2 separate regions of the Sus scrofa genome follow, and region 2 is linked to region 1. Evidence: chromatin contacts called from public HiChIP or PLAC-seq data. All regions are on one chromosome and are shown on one strand. The core of a region is the stretch at or near the end of the contact, and the rest is flanking DNA. Distances in the headings are between cores, read along the strand shown.

What was found. HiChIP or PLAC-seq counts read pairs in DNA pulled down with a chosen protein or histone mark.
Region 2: an H3K27ac HiChIP or PLAC-seq map of alveolar macrophages shows a contact between it and region 1. The contact joins two enhancer-like sites. A contact is called at or near these places in 3 of 47 Hi-C or Micro-C datasets (embryonic fibroblasts and liver) and 2 of 2 datasets of contacts at active chromatin or transcription factors (alveolar macrophages and skeletal muscle).

What each region holds. Positions count from the first base shown.
Region 1 is chr4:14,799,923-14,807,188 of Sscrofa11.1, reverse strand. The region is part of intron 2 of LOC106509966 (a long non-coding RNA gene); the gene reads left to right. Among named protein-coding and RNA genes, the nearest start is that of ZNF572, 81 kb to the right of the region's middle. Within about 2 kb of position 4,393, at least 3 of the 83 cell types and tissues checked have an H3K27ac peak or open chromatin away from gene starts, as enhancers often do. A contact at or near this core is called in alveolar macrophages, where this site is marked.
Region 2 is chr4:14,921,328-14,928,593 of Sscrofa11.1, reverse strand. No RefSeq gene overlaps it. Among named protein-coding and RNA genes, the nearest start is that of MTSS1, 8.3 kb to the left of the region's middle. Within about 2 kb of position 4,218, at least 13 of the 83 cell types and tissues checked have an H3K27ac peak or open chromatin away from gene starts, as enhancers often do. A contact at or near this core is called in alveolar macrophages, where this site is marked.

The sequences.
Region 1 (7,266 bases), core at 3,144-5,643:
TTGGTCATCAGAAGTATCCAAGAGCAGACAGGGTGAACACTTCCACTATTTGTGAAAATGTAGCAGATCTAAATTATCTTTCATACATCTGCCATTCTTGGGCTGATCTAATATATTCTTGCAAACAAGGACCCCAAATTCACTAGTTCCCGAAGCCTCTTACCTAAGTGGAAACCCAAGTGGAATGAGGGTGGAAGGGTGAGCTGGCAACCACTGAAGGAAGCCAGACAGCATGACAGATACTGGGAAAGATGGAGCCACCACCTGATGGCTCAGGTGACTTTTTAAAAAAAAATTTTAGGGCCATACCCCTGGCACATGGAAGTTCCCAGGCTAGGGGTCAAATCAGAGCTGCAGTTGCTGGCCTACACCGCAGCCACAGCAACGCCAGATCCTTAACTCACTGATTGAGGCCAGGGATCAAACCCACATCCTCATAGAACTATCTTGGGCTCTTAACCCGCTGAACCTCAATGGAAACTCCTCAGATGACTTTTAAACCTCAGCCTTAGACAGAAGAGGTGGTATAAGCCCCTAGGATAGTGCCTAGATGTAGCATTCACTAGATGGGAGTGTTTTTGTCTTACTACGTACTTAATTCTTTAAAATTGTTTTTGGCCAGATCATTGCTTTTATTTCATAAAACAGGGCTTTTGGTCAAACTGGTATCCAAGGGGTTGAGGAATAAAGGATTATTTTCCTCTCCTGCCAAGAGACTGTCCTTTGGCTCTTGCTGGGGTGGATCTTGGCAAGTACTATGATTTCATTCCATCTTCCTCTTGCAGGTTAAGTGAATGTTGCCAGAGGCCAAGGTCCTGGGCCTTCTGTGGATTGCAGGGTCTGGGGATGTGTGGTTTCTGGGAAGGGACGCCTGAACCTCCCCTTCCCTTTCCTAGAGTTCAAAAGGTAAAAATGAGTATTCAAGTGTCACATTTGCACATCCCGGGTCTTCAAAGCACAGAACCGTAAATCTTGTACATGGTGGGCACTGTCTGATCCTGTCCTCACAATATTGCATAAGGGGTCCCTACAGGTGAATAAATGGGGGTTAACTGTGCCTGAGGTTATACAGCTGGAAAGTGGTAGAGCCTGTAGTTCCCTTCTCAGAAGGAAGCTAAATGTAGCAATCAAGAGCACAGCTTTTCATGTCATTAAGAACTGGACTGAAATTCTAGTGCCATTGCTTTTTTTTCAGTCTTTTTCAGGGCCACACCCACAGTATATGGAGGTTCCCAGGTTAGGGATCTAATTGGAGCTGCAGCCGCCAGCCTATGCCACAGCCACAGCAATGCCGGATCCTTAACCCAGTGAGTGAGGCAGGGATTGAACCCAAAACCTCATGGTCCCTAGTCGGATTTGTTAACCACTGAGCCATGACGGAACTCGCCATTGCTTTTTGATTGCGTGGCCATGGGCAAGCATTTATCTCTCCAAGTTTCTCCCTTGGAAAAGTCTTTGTCTTAGTTCTTGGGTTACTGTGGTTTTCATGGTCTCCCTTCTGGATGCTTCACTCTTCCTTTTTTTTTTTTTTTTTTTTTTTGTCTTTTTGCCATTTCTTGGGCTGCTCCCTGGCATATGGAGGTTCCCAGGCTAGGGGTCTAATCGGAACTGTAGCTGCCAGCCTACGCCAGAGTCACAGCAACACGGGATCTGAGCCGCATCTGCAACGTACACCACAGCTCACGGCAACGCTGGATCGTTAACCCACTGAGCAAGGCCAGGGATCGAACCCGCAACCTCATGGTTCCTAGTCGGATTCATGAACCACTGCGCCATGACGGGAACTCCCTCTCTTCTTTTTTGTTACCTTCTCTTCTTGTCTTATGCCTTGGATGTTACCAAACAGTCCATTTTCCTTCCTCTTTTCTTCCCTTTTTCTCTGTAGTCCCTTCTTGGCAGTCTCAATCACGGTGGCATGAGAAAGAGCAAAGGGAGAATTGTATCCCGGCTCTTTAATCTTCCACTTGGATGACACACCATGCGTGCTCGCATTTCATTGGACAGAGCAAATCATTGGTCCATATCTAACCTCAAGATGGATGTGCTCTTGAAGGAGAGGAGCCCCAGGTGAATAGAGCTTTGGGTGTCTCTACTGGAGCGTCTTGGAAACACATCAGAGCCCTCAACTTTGTCTCTGGCTAGAAGATTTATAAATAATGTATTTTTTTTGTCCAGTAGAAATCTTATGACTAATCATGCTTCCCTTTGCTTTGGCTGTTGGGAAGTTCTAAGCCAGATTTGCTGTCCCCCTCTAGCAGTTTTACAGGAACTGCAGCATAAAAATTTGATGTTAACCTTATGGCTTAAATTTAATTATATTTCATGTCTGTGTGTTTTCCTTTGTCAGGCATCCTATTTTTTTAAATTCTGTAGTGCAAATTTGGAAATGCTACTCAAATCATTATTTGAGTGAATCAGGGTAAAAACTAATGCATGCAGCTACACCCACTGCACATCTATGCAGGAGTTCAGCCCTCACCTTTCGTAAGTTATCACTGGGTCATCACCACGGGGGTGTCCTACATTTACCTCCATCACAATACATCCAAGCAGTACTTAGCATCTTTCCCCTAAATGATCTCCTTTACTTAAATTCCTCTTTCCACGAATAGCCTAACCACATGTGGATGATTGCAAAAAAAGCTAACAATCTTTCACCCCACCCCTGTATCCTCATCCTGCTGGTTTATCTTTCACAACTTCTTGACATCTAGTCAAACGAGTCATTCCATACTCTCCAAATATGCCATGTACGTTTCCGTCACCATGTCTTTGCTCATGTGATTTCTTCTGTCGGAAATGCCCCCCACCAACTCCCCACCTGTAGGAATGCTTCCCATGCCTTAAAGCTCATCTCAGCTGTCTTTCCTTGATAATGTCTGGCCCCATCAGCCAACAAAATGAGAGTATCCTGTGCTCGCAATCTCACTGATCACATTTGACTCAATTGACCTTGCATTTCGCCTTTCTCATATTTACTTTAGCTCCCCAACATTTAGAGAGCCCCTTAGGGAGCAAAGACCATGCCTTACTTTGCTTTTTTTGTTTGCAGCACCCAACTCTTTCAGGCACAGTTTTTTGTTTTGTTTTGTTTTTTGTCTTTTTGTCTTTTATAGGGCCACACCTGCGGCATATGGAGGTTCCCCGGCTCGGGGTCTAATAGGAGCTGTTGCTGCTGGCCTACACCACAGCTCACAGCAACACCAGATCCTCAACCCACTGAGCGAGGCCAGGGATCGAACCCACAACCTCATGGTTTCTCGTTGGATTTGTTAACCACTGAGCCATGACAGGAACTCCCAGGCACAGTTTTGAATTGCCCTGAGCCTGAAGTTCATCACAGGTGAGCTTGACTACTTATCGAATGGGAACAGTTGTATGCCTGGCTCCTCCCTCTCCATCACCTGTCACAGCGACAAACTCTTCAGGCACCTCCGCCAACATATCCTACACCTAGACTCTCTTCGCAAATTCTACTGCCTTGGTTCAGACCTCATCAACTCTCACAGGGACAATTACAAAAGCCCCCAATACTTCTTCCTGTCTTCAAGGCTGGTAACTCTAAAATATACATCCCTCCCTTGGCTTAACACTCTTCGGTGGCTTCCTCAGGGCAATGAGATAAAAGGCCAAGCTCCTTTCATGGTATAAAGGGTTCTACATAATCTAGCCTGGCCTGTTTTTCCTGTCTGGATACCTCTGAAGAGCTACACTTTTTCTGATCATGCATTCCTTTCCACCCTACTTAGAAAAATAAGCATTGATTATTTTTGTCTGCTGTGGTGAGCATTGATTGTTTTTGTCTGCTCATTCCTTCTCTCTTTCTTTGGGTACCATAGCCTACCCTCCTTAGAACCTAGGTGGCATGTGACCTATGCTGACCTGTTAGAGAACTCCATTCTCTTCCCAAGGACATAGTCCAGTGAGAACCTTTCTTGAGATTTTCTTCTTCTTTTTTCCTTTTTAGGGCTTCACTTGCTGCATATGGAAGTTCCCAGGCTAGGGGTCGAATCAGAGCTGCAGCTGCCGTCCTGTGCCACATTAGCAGCAATGTGGAGTCCAAGCCGTGTCTGGAACCTACACCACAGCTCATGGTAATGCAGGATCCTTAACCCACTGAGTGAGGCCAGGGATCCAACCTGCATCCTCATGGATACTAGTCGAGTTCTTAACTCACTGAGGCACCACGAGAACTCCCCCTTTCTTGAGATTTTCAATGCGGAATTGAATGAGACATTTAGAGCTCAGAGCGGCCCACATTTCTCCCTGTGAAAATCAAGGCATCAACTCGGAGAGACAAGTAGAAAGAAGGTTCTAGAAGCAAGTCCTCCACACGGCCCTGGACACCCTGGCTCTGGTTTCTAGGCTAATGCCAGGCTTGCTTGCTCACTTCTCCTTTCTCGTCCACGAGCCACCACATGAGCCTTCATTACATGTAAGCATTTGGTTAATCTTTCTCTGAAAAAGATTGTAAACTCCATGAGTGCAGGAACTATATTTATTTTCTTGGCCACTCTCTCTCCAGCACCTAGATTCATATTTATTACTTGTAGGGAAGGTCTGTGGAGGGGGGGCCGAGGGGTATTACAACCTAACAGGTGCATTCCCAGAGGGTCATTCAAGGTGGACTTCTCATGGACCGGTACTTGATTCTGTAGTAAAAGAAGGAACTGCTTCCTCCTCCTCTGAACTCTGTGTAGACAAGTTATCAGCTCAAGTTAAGATTTTCTTTCCGGTAGTGGACTGGAACTTTGCATTTCCAGCCACAACGGGCAGACATTATCTTGACAGTGTAATTTTTGAGGTGAGGGGATCTCACATTATTTCTGAGACCTGAGTTTAGTTCCTCAGGCTCCTTCTCCAGCTAGATACCAAGTTCTCAAGGGTAGGTATATATCCAAGAGAACTGAAAACATATGCCCATGTAAAAACTTCCACATGAATGTTCATAGTGCCTCTATTCATAACAGCCCCAAAGTGGAAACAGCCCAAATGTCCATGAACTAATGAGTGTATAGACAAAATGTGGTCTCTCCATGTAATATACCATGTGGTATTACTCAGCCATAAAAAGAATGAAGTGCTGGAATTCCCATCATGGCTCAGTGGTTAACGAACCCGACTAGTATCCATGAGGACTCGGGTTCAATCCCTGGCCTCTCTCAGTGGGTTAAGGATCCAGCATTGCCATGAGCTGTGGTGTAGGTCGCACATGCGGCTCATATCTGGCATTGCTGTGGCTGTGGCATAGGCTGATGGCTACAGCTCCAATTTGACCCCTAGCCTGGGAACTTCCATATGCCATGGGTGCAGCCCTAAAAAGACCAAAAAAAAAAAAAAAAAAAGTGCTAGCACATGGTACATGAATGAACTTCAAAAACATGATCCTAAGTGAAAGAAGCCAGTCACAAAGGACCATGTGTTATATGATATTATTTTTATCAAATGTCCAGCATGGACAAATCCATAAAGACAGAAAGTAGAATAGTGGCTGCCAGGGACTAAGAGGAGCAGAGATGAGGGGTGACTGTTAGGGTGTGGGGTTTCTCTTTGGGGTGATAAAAATGTTCTAGAATTAGATACCAGTAATGGTTACACAACCATGCAAGTACACAAAACCCCACAGAAGTGTATGTTGTAAAAGGCTGAACTATATTATATGTGAATTATGCCTGATTTTAAAAAAATTCTTGGAGTTCCTGTCATGGCACAGCGGAAACGTATCCAACTAGGAACCATGAGGTTGCAGGTTCGATCCTTGGCCTTGCTCAGTGGGTTAAGGATCCGGTGTTGCTGCGGCCCTGTTGTAGGCCGGTGGCTACAGCTCCAATTAGACCCCTAGCCTGGGAGCCTCCATATGTCAAGGGTGCGGCCCTAAAAAGACAAAAAAAAAAAAATCCTAAGGGTAAAAAGTCTAACACTTTATATATATATATATATTTTTTGAGATGCATCTTCTTTTTTATTACTCAAATGAATTTATCACATCTGTAGTTATATAATGATCATAACAATCCAATTTCACAGGATTTCCATCCCACAGCCCAAGCACATCCCCCCACCCTCCAAACTGTCTCCTCTGGAGACCATAAGTTTTTCAATGTCTGTGAGTCAGCATCTGTTCTGCAAAGAGGTTCAGTCTGTCCTTTTTTCAAATTCCGCATGCCAGTGAAAGCATTTGATGTTGGTGTCTCATTGTATGGCTAACTTCACTTTGTATGATAATTTCTAGGTCCATTCATGTTGCCAAAAATGCTGGTATTTTGTTCATTTTAATAGCCAATAATATTCCATTGTGTATATGTACCACATCTTCTTGATCCACTCCTATGTTGATGGACATTTAGGTTGTTTCCATGAGTTGGCTATTGCAAATAGTGCTGCAGTGAACATCAGAGTACATGTGTCTTTGCGAGTCATGGTTTTCTCTGGATAGATGCCCAGGAGTGGAATTGCTGGATCGAATGGTAGTTCTATTTTTAGTTTTCTGAGGAATCTCCATACTGTTTTCCACACTGGCTGCACCAATTTACAATCCCACCAACAGTGTACTAGGGTTCCTTTTTCTCCACAGCCTCTCCAGCACTTATTGTTTGTAGACTTTTTGATGATGGCCATTCTGGCTGGTGTAAAGTGGTACCTCATAGTGGTTTTGATTTGCATTTCTCTAATAATGAGTGATGTTGAACATCTTTTCATGTAACACTTTATATTTTTAATATCCCATATAGACTCTCTTATCATTTCCTATTTTGACCCGAGCTTGGATGCCAGGATTTTGACGCAGCCTTGCGATGCAGCCTTGCCAAAGCAAGTGTGTTTTAGGCCTAGAGAAATGGGAAGAAAACTGGAATGAGGGGCTGTTGAGTAATTCATCAATCAGACAAATAAGACACCTTCCGTGGAAGGAGTGAAAGGGAGACCCAGAGCTCTCATCATGTCCTCCCCAGCCACACTCACAGCCTCAGCCCCACGATCTTAGGGTCATCAGGACTCATCTGTCATGTTCTTTAGCCCTATTTCTTAGAGGCCAGCTTCTCAGGTCATCACCCAGACGGTCCATTCCTTGATTTTGACCCATCTCCCTTCTTGCCACTTGCCAGAGCATCTTCTGAAATCCATTGTTCATAATCAGCAATATCTTTTATATCGTCAAGCCTTTCCTCTCTGTTTCTGTTACCCTCTTGCTCTGTGATCTTGCTATTCTTTGAGGACCAGCAATTCTGAAGGTCATGTGAAAAGACCATACAGTTCCCCACCCTCCCA
Region 2 (7,266 bases), core at 2,969-5,468, 120 kb before region 1:
CCAGGTGTGGTTTAAAGGCTTCTCAGCTGATTGTAGTGTACAACCAGATTGCTGTGACATTTCAGGTAATATTGATGAAACTCTTGACCTTCCCGAGGGGTCTTTGTATTAGAGGCAGCTGAGCGAGGTGGTTGAACAGGTAAGCTCAGAGTTAGGCTGCTCGGGTTTGAATCCTGACGCATGCTCGTCCCAGCTTTCTGGACTTCCGTTTCTTCATCTGTAAACTAGATCCTGGAAATACAAATCTTAAGGCTGAGTGAAGCCTGAAGCAGATTATTTAGTCTAGCACTTGGCACAAAGTAAGTACTCAATAAACGTTAGCTATTAATAAGTATTGATCATGACGTTGGTTCATTTACCTGATAAAATTGGTTTAAGCTCATTCTCCTGACCTCTAAGCAGAATTCCTTGTGAGCCGAGAGCCACTAAACCCCAGTTGGGGAAGTGTCAGTGCATAAAAAAGTGGCTCAAATTTAGAGACAGAGCTGTTTGGAAAATGAAACTAGTAAGAAGCAACACCTCATATCTGTCTCGATGACTCACCTTGAGATGTTTTGGATGTGTTTGTCCATGGTGGCTTGGGAGACACTCGGGTATAACCTCAGTGGGCAGAATGTGTCACTGGGGGCAGGAAACTAATGAAGTTATCACGTCAGGAGCTGGCTGGTTGCCAGGCCAAAGAAAACCCGGAACAGCTGGGTGGCAAGCCCATGCCCATGGGTCAGGCAGCATGCCTGTGTGAAGCGGGCCAGGTGGACATTCACAGGGGCAGAGAGATTGCAGAGCTCTGAAAAGCAAGTTCTCCCTCCAAGGGCCAGCTGCTCCCCAGTCTGAGGCTGAATGGGAATGTGGGCCCTTCACTGCCCCAAGTTCAAATCCTTCTAGAGGGGCGGAAACCTTGGATCTTGATGCAAAGTTTTTCCAAATAAAAAAAAAAATTTTTTTTTGCTTGCAGTAACACCAAATCCTTAACCCACTGAGCAGAGCCAGGGATTGAATCTGTGTCTTCATAGATACTAGCTGGGTTTGTTACTATGGAGCCACAACAGAAACTCCCCAAATCGAAATGTTTTTTTTTTTTTTTAATTTTTTGGTCTTTTTTAGGGCCACACCCTTGGCATATGGAAGTTCCCAGGCTAGGGGTCCAATCAGAGTCACAGCTGCCAGCCTACACCACAGTCACAGCAAAACCAGATGCGAGCCACATCTGCAACCTCCACCACAGCTCACAGCAACACTGGATCCTCAACCCACTAAGTGAGGCCAGGGATGGAACCCGCAACCTCGTGGTTCCTAGTTGGATTCGTTTCCACTGCGCCACAATGGGAACTCCTCAAAATACTTTAAAATGTCCCAGTTTTTTGAAACTTCTCTGCTAGTCACTTATGATGGAGCATGATGGAGGATAATATGAGAAAAAGAATGTATATGTGTGTGTGTGACTGGGTCACTTTGCTGTACAGGAGAAAATTGAAAGAACACTGTAAGCCAACTATAATGGAAAAAATTAAAATCATTAAAAAAAAAAAAAAGAAACTCCTCTGGAGACAAGTTTGCAACTTCAGATCATGAGAATCAAGTATATACTTTGGGCCAAGCCACACTTATCCCTCCAGGAGCCTGCAACGGCTTTGTCCTTATATTCTCCCAAACTGCCTGTGACAAGGTGACCTGGCTTCTGAGTTACCTTGATATTGAGAATAGGGCCCCCCAGGGGTGCAGATAGCCATATCACCAAGTATAAAACAAGATTTTCCAGGGTCTGGGAGTTCCTTTCGTGGCTCAGTGGTTAACGAACCCAACTAGTATGCATGAGGATGTGGGTTCAATCCCTGGCCTCACTCAGTAGGTTAAGGATCCGGCATTGCCATTGAGCTGTGGTGTAGGTCACAGACACGGCTCAGATCTGGCGTTGCTGTGGCTATGGTGTTGCCCTGTGGCTGGACCCCTAGCCTGGGAACCTCCATAAGCCTTGTGTGTGGCCCTAAAAAGACAAAAAGACCATCCAGGGCCTGATCTCTTCCTCTTCTGAAGCTCAACTTTTTCTGTTCAACACAAGTATGATGAGAAAAAGGAACATTTTGCATGCAAGATATGAGTGCTCATTAGAGTAGCAATAAAAGAAGGTGAAAAGCATATCATTTGAGAAAAGCCCACCTTTAACATACACTGTGAAGCAACTGAAAAACATTTAGTTATTTCTAATTGATCAGAGGCATCTGAGTGGACTTAGAAATGGAAAATATGACACAGCCCACAAACCCCAACATTTTGTGATATACACAGTATGAAACAGGGACTTCCAGTTTTCATAAAGAGGCAGATTCTATCACCTGCAATCCCTCCTGCTACAGCCATGAAGATGCACTAGGTAAAATGTAATCGGAATCCTTTTAAATACATGGCTGAGCTAACAAGGAAGAAGGGGAATCCTCAGGGGCCAGAAACAAAGAGGAAGCTGACATTCGGCAGAGAAAATGTGAAAGCTGATGCCTCCACTGCCCTGGAAGGAGTCCTTGGTTTCAGTAATCCAGGGGTCTGGACCAGAAAAAGAAGGGGGACCAGAAAAAGACGCCCTGAGCCCAAGTAAGGAGATATACAGGCTCTCGGAGCCCCTGCAGAGTCAGCCCCTCCCTCCATCATGATTACACAGATTCACCAACAGGTGGACCAGGAAGCAATCTGCCCACCAGGACTGGTAGTTGCTGGAAAGCAGGAGAGCCTTGGTCCCGGCTTTGGGAAGCGGGTTAAGAGCTTGCCTGAGAATTTCTAACCAGAGGCCTACATCACAGCTGTGTTTGGAGTCTGAATTTGCTTTGCTTTGAATAGACCCCAAATGCCCAAGATGAGAATTAACATGAAAACTTGTTACCGGCCTAGGTTACCCCGCAGAAGCAAAAGAGAAATGACTCTGAGGGGACCCACTTTCAATCAAGTTCTCATAGGATTTCCACACTTAAAGGTCCTGCAATGAGTTCACAGTTCAAAATAATCATTTCTGCAAAGAAATAGTCTACCCATCATGATCAGGAATCAGCAGACACAACTAATATCAAGATTTAACTCACGGGAGTTAAAGATAATCCAACAGTCTGATGGAGATAAGCATATTTAAAAATAGAGGGAGTTCCTGTCGTGGCGCAGCGGAAATGAATCCGACTAGGAACCATGAGGTTGTGGGTTCGGTCCCTGGCCTTGCTCAGTGGGTTAAGGATCTGGCATTGCCGTGAGCTGTGGTGTAGGTCGCAGATGTAGCTCGGATCTGGCATTGCTGTGGCTCTGGTGCAGGCCGGCAGCTGCAGCTCCAATTCCACCCCTAGACTGGGAACCTCCGTATGCCACCAGTGCAGCCCTAAAAGGACAAATAAATAAATAAACAAATACAAATAAAAATAGAGGGAAAGAAAAACACAACACACAACGAAAAGAGGGAAAGGACTGTGGAAAAAAGCATTAAATAGACCACCTCGAAGTGAAAAATACAGTCACTGAGATTACCATGTATATTTGAACTTTGTATGGACAGGTTAGGGAGCCAAATAGACCCAGAGCAGAAAAGAGAATTTTTGATCAGAAAGATCCGAAGGATAACCAAGTAGAAAACAGAAAAAAGAGGTTAGGTGACAAGAAGGACGTAAAGAGAATAAAGCTTATTGTTAGAGGAAGGGGGGAGGGGGAGCAGATACTCCACGAGATACTGGCTGAGAGTTTTCCAGAGCTGATGAAATACATCCCTAGATTTAGGGAACACAGCACATTTTGAACAAGATAAACCCAAGTTCCAACTGAATTCTCATACTGAAAATTATAATTTGTGTTATACACCCATTTCCTTGAACGTGGTAAAAAAAAAAAAAAGAACTCTTACAATAATAATACAAAATAAAATTGTATTTACTGGAACATCCTTGATGCTGGAGCATGGAGTAAAATCTCTTATTATCAGAACTTACTATCAGGATTAACAAACATCTGCAGCAACCAAGGAGCGTTGATACAAGGGCTCTTTGGAAGGGATCTTGCTGTGTCACTGTGCTGACTTTGTCTTGTCAGAGTTCACTCTCAGGCTGTTATCTGGCATTTTCTATCAGTTGGGTACTGGCAGGAAACAGATGGCCTGCTGCAACTGAAAATGGAGGAAGTTGAAGACAGAGACATGGGCAGGGTTTAAGGAAACCGGTGGGATCCTGCGGTTCTGGGGGCCAAGGCCAGATGCCATTGCCAATCCTGGGACTGAAAGGCAACGAGAGGGTGGAGCCTGGAACACAGAGGCAGCTGCATGGAGAGCCCTGCGGGGCAGGGGCCCTCAGCAGAGTGATGCAGTCAACATGCCCTGCAGGGACCAAACCCCAACAGAACCAGGCCCCCTGCTTTGCCCAAGAGAGTTCTTCATCGCCATTGTTCTTTCTCCAAAGTGTTTCTATTTGGACAATAAATGATTTATTTTATTTATTTTTTATTTTATTTTTATTTTTTTTTTTTAATGATTTGATCACTCATATAAGGGAACTTGTTGGTACCATCCATAGGATCAGCTCCCTGGGTTTGGGGGTCACAGGGATTCAAGTTCAGATCCTCATGGCTTTGTATTTCTGCTGTGTCCATGAACAAATTGCCTGACCTGCCTATGCCATAACTGGCAGAGTGCAAACTCGAACACCCACTTCTAAGTCTTAAGGATTAGAGAGAATGTGGTTCTTGAGCCTAACCTGTAATAGGCACTCAGAAGGAGGTGGGGTGGGGGGCTCTCCTTAACAAGACCCTGCTGGCATTCCCCCTTGAGATGTTCAGTAAGAGAGGCTTTGCTTGGAGTTCCCGTTGTGGCTCAGTGGTTAACGAATCCAACTAGGAACCATGAGGTTGTGGGTTTGATCCTTGGTCTTGCTCAGTGGGTTAAGGATCTGGTGTTGCCATGAGCTGTGGTGTAGGTCGCAGGTGCAGCTTGGCTCCTGTGTTGTTGTGGCTCTGGCGTAGGCCAGCAGCTATAGCTCTGATTGGACCCCTAGCCTGGGAACCTCCTTATGCCGCGGGTGTGGCCATAGAAAAGATAAAAACAAAACAAAACAAAAACAAAAACAAAGAGAGGCTTTGCTTGGGAAAACAGGGGTGCATTTCAACCTCTGAGCCAGGAGACATTTAATCAATTATTACAAAGCAGTTCTGCCTTGTTTACTTTTAATAATGGGTTTGTTTGCTTTTAATAAGAAGAACCAGACCCAACCCTCCTATTTGCTGAAGTTCGTGAGCAAATGGAGCTGGAAGTTAGCAGTAATCTTTGCAGCCACAAGTGGCCAGTGGCCACAGGCAACAAGTGAAAACAGGTTGTGCAGGGTACCATTTCATTTGCAGAGAGTAATGTTATTTACCCGTGATCCTATCCAGCAACTTCAAAGCTGGAGGCAAGCATTATCCAACCGGAAGTGCAACCCCCCACGGCCGCCTGTCCCCAAGGCAGGAGTGACACTGGGTTGTAACCTCCCCAGCGATTTCCATCAGGAGATAGAGGCAGAAGAAAGGTTCTCTCTAGGCCTCACTGCCCGCATTTGTAAAAGGAGAGAGTTGGGTCCTTTCCAGGGGATGTTAAATACATCCTCCATGTGAGCCCAGGGCCGAATCTGGCTCTCAGGATTCCATGTCTGCTTTACATATATGTAAATGTCCATTGGAGCTCCCGTCATGGCTCAGTGGTTAACGAATTTGACTAGAAACCATGGGGTTGCGGGTTCAATCCCTGGCCTTGCTCAGTGGGTTAAGAATCCAGGCATTGCTGTGAGCTGTGGGGTGGGTTGCAGACGCAGCTTGGATCCCATGTTGCTGTGGCTCTGGCGTAGGCCAGGGGCTATAGCTCCGATTCGACCTCCATATGTGGGGGGAGCGGCCCAAGAAATGGCAAAAAGAAAAAAAAAAAAAGTCTGTCTCAGCAGGTCTGTGTCCATTTGTTTGGGAAACAGCTAGAAAAAGAGATTAGAGAAGGGGTGGGTGCTGTGTGCTCCAGGCATTGACTCAGTGAAAGAATTAAGTCACTGCTTACCTGACACGTAATGCTTCCCCTCCCCCACCTTGAGGTACCTGTAAATACCAAAGACTAGAGTCCCCCCATCATGGGACAAAGCAGGGTAAGCGCTCCCCGTCACCTCACCCACCAAATGGGTCACTTCCTCCCGCAACTGTTTTTATTTCTTTTAGCCTATAGCTATTTTAACCTAAACATATTGAAATAAGAGAGCCCTACCCACCTCATACCTCCTCTAGAGGTCTCCTATATGTCTTTTCTAGAACAAATTCAAAGCCAATCATCAAGTGAAAACAGATTTCCACGAGGTTATTCCCATAACCTAATTTTTTTTTTTTTTCAGGACCACACCTGCAGCATATGGATGTTCCCAAGCTAGGGGTTGAATTGGAGCTATAGACCCCTGCCTACGCCACAGCCACAGTGATGCCAGATCCGACAGATCTGTGACCTACACCACAGCTCAAGGCAACACCAGATCCTTAACCCAATGAGCGAGGCCAGGGATCAAACCCACAACCTCATGGTTCCTAGTTGGATTCGTTTCCTCTGAGCCACAATGGAAGTCCAATAATCTAAATTTTTCTGACAGGAAGCTTTATACCCCAAATGGCCACCCCTTCCCTTGTTGGTCATAACAACTGCATATAATTTCTTTACCCCGAGTTGAAATCCTTTTCCCTTGCTGAAGTGAATTTTCTCAAGGATTTATAATCCAGGCACCTTCTTTCCTTAAACATTACCCCTCAGAGCAGAAATGTCACACAAATCATGCACATTTTCACCACCGTCTCCATAACTATTATTATTATAGAAATTATAGTCTATGTTTTAGAGAATATACCATATTATATGTATATGTTCCTATATTCTATTCTGTAATACAATTTCTGTTTATACTTTAGTACGTATTGCAGCACAGAATAATAATTGGAAAACTGGATTATAAAAATTCAAATTTAGAAAAAGTGATACTGTCATGGGACCCATGCATGAAACTGGAAAGATCTTTTATCGAGTAATTCCCCCTGGGAGCCTTTAAATAGCAACCTCCCTTCTCCATCTCTTACCCGAGTTTTGATCCAATCTGTAGCCATCCCATTTAGCTGCATTACTGGACAACTTTATTGAGTAAAGCAGGTGGTCGTGTGTTCATAACCATTGGCTCTCTTTTTTTTTTTTTCCCGACTTTCTCCTAATTCATTGGGCCATTGATAGGGCTTTTCCCCAGAGGCCATTTGATCTGTTCGGAG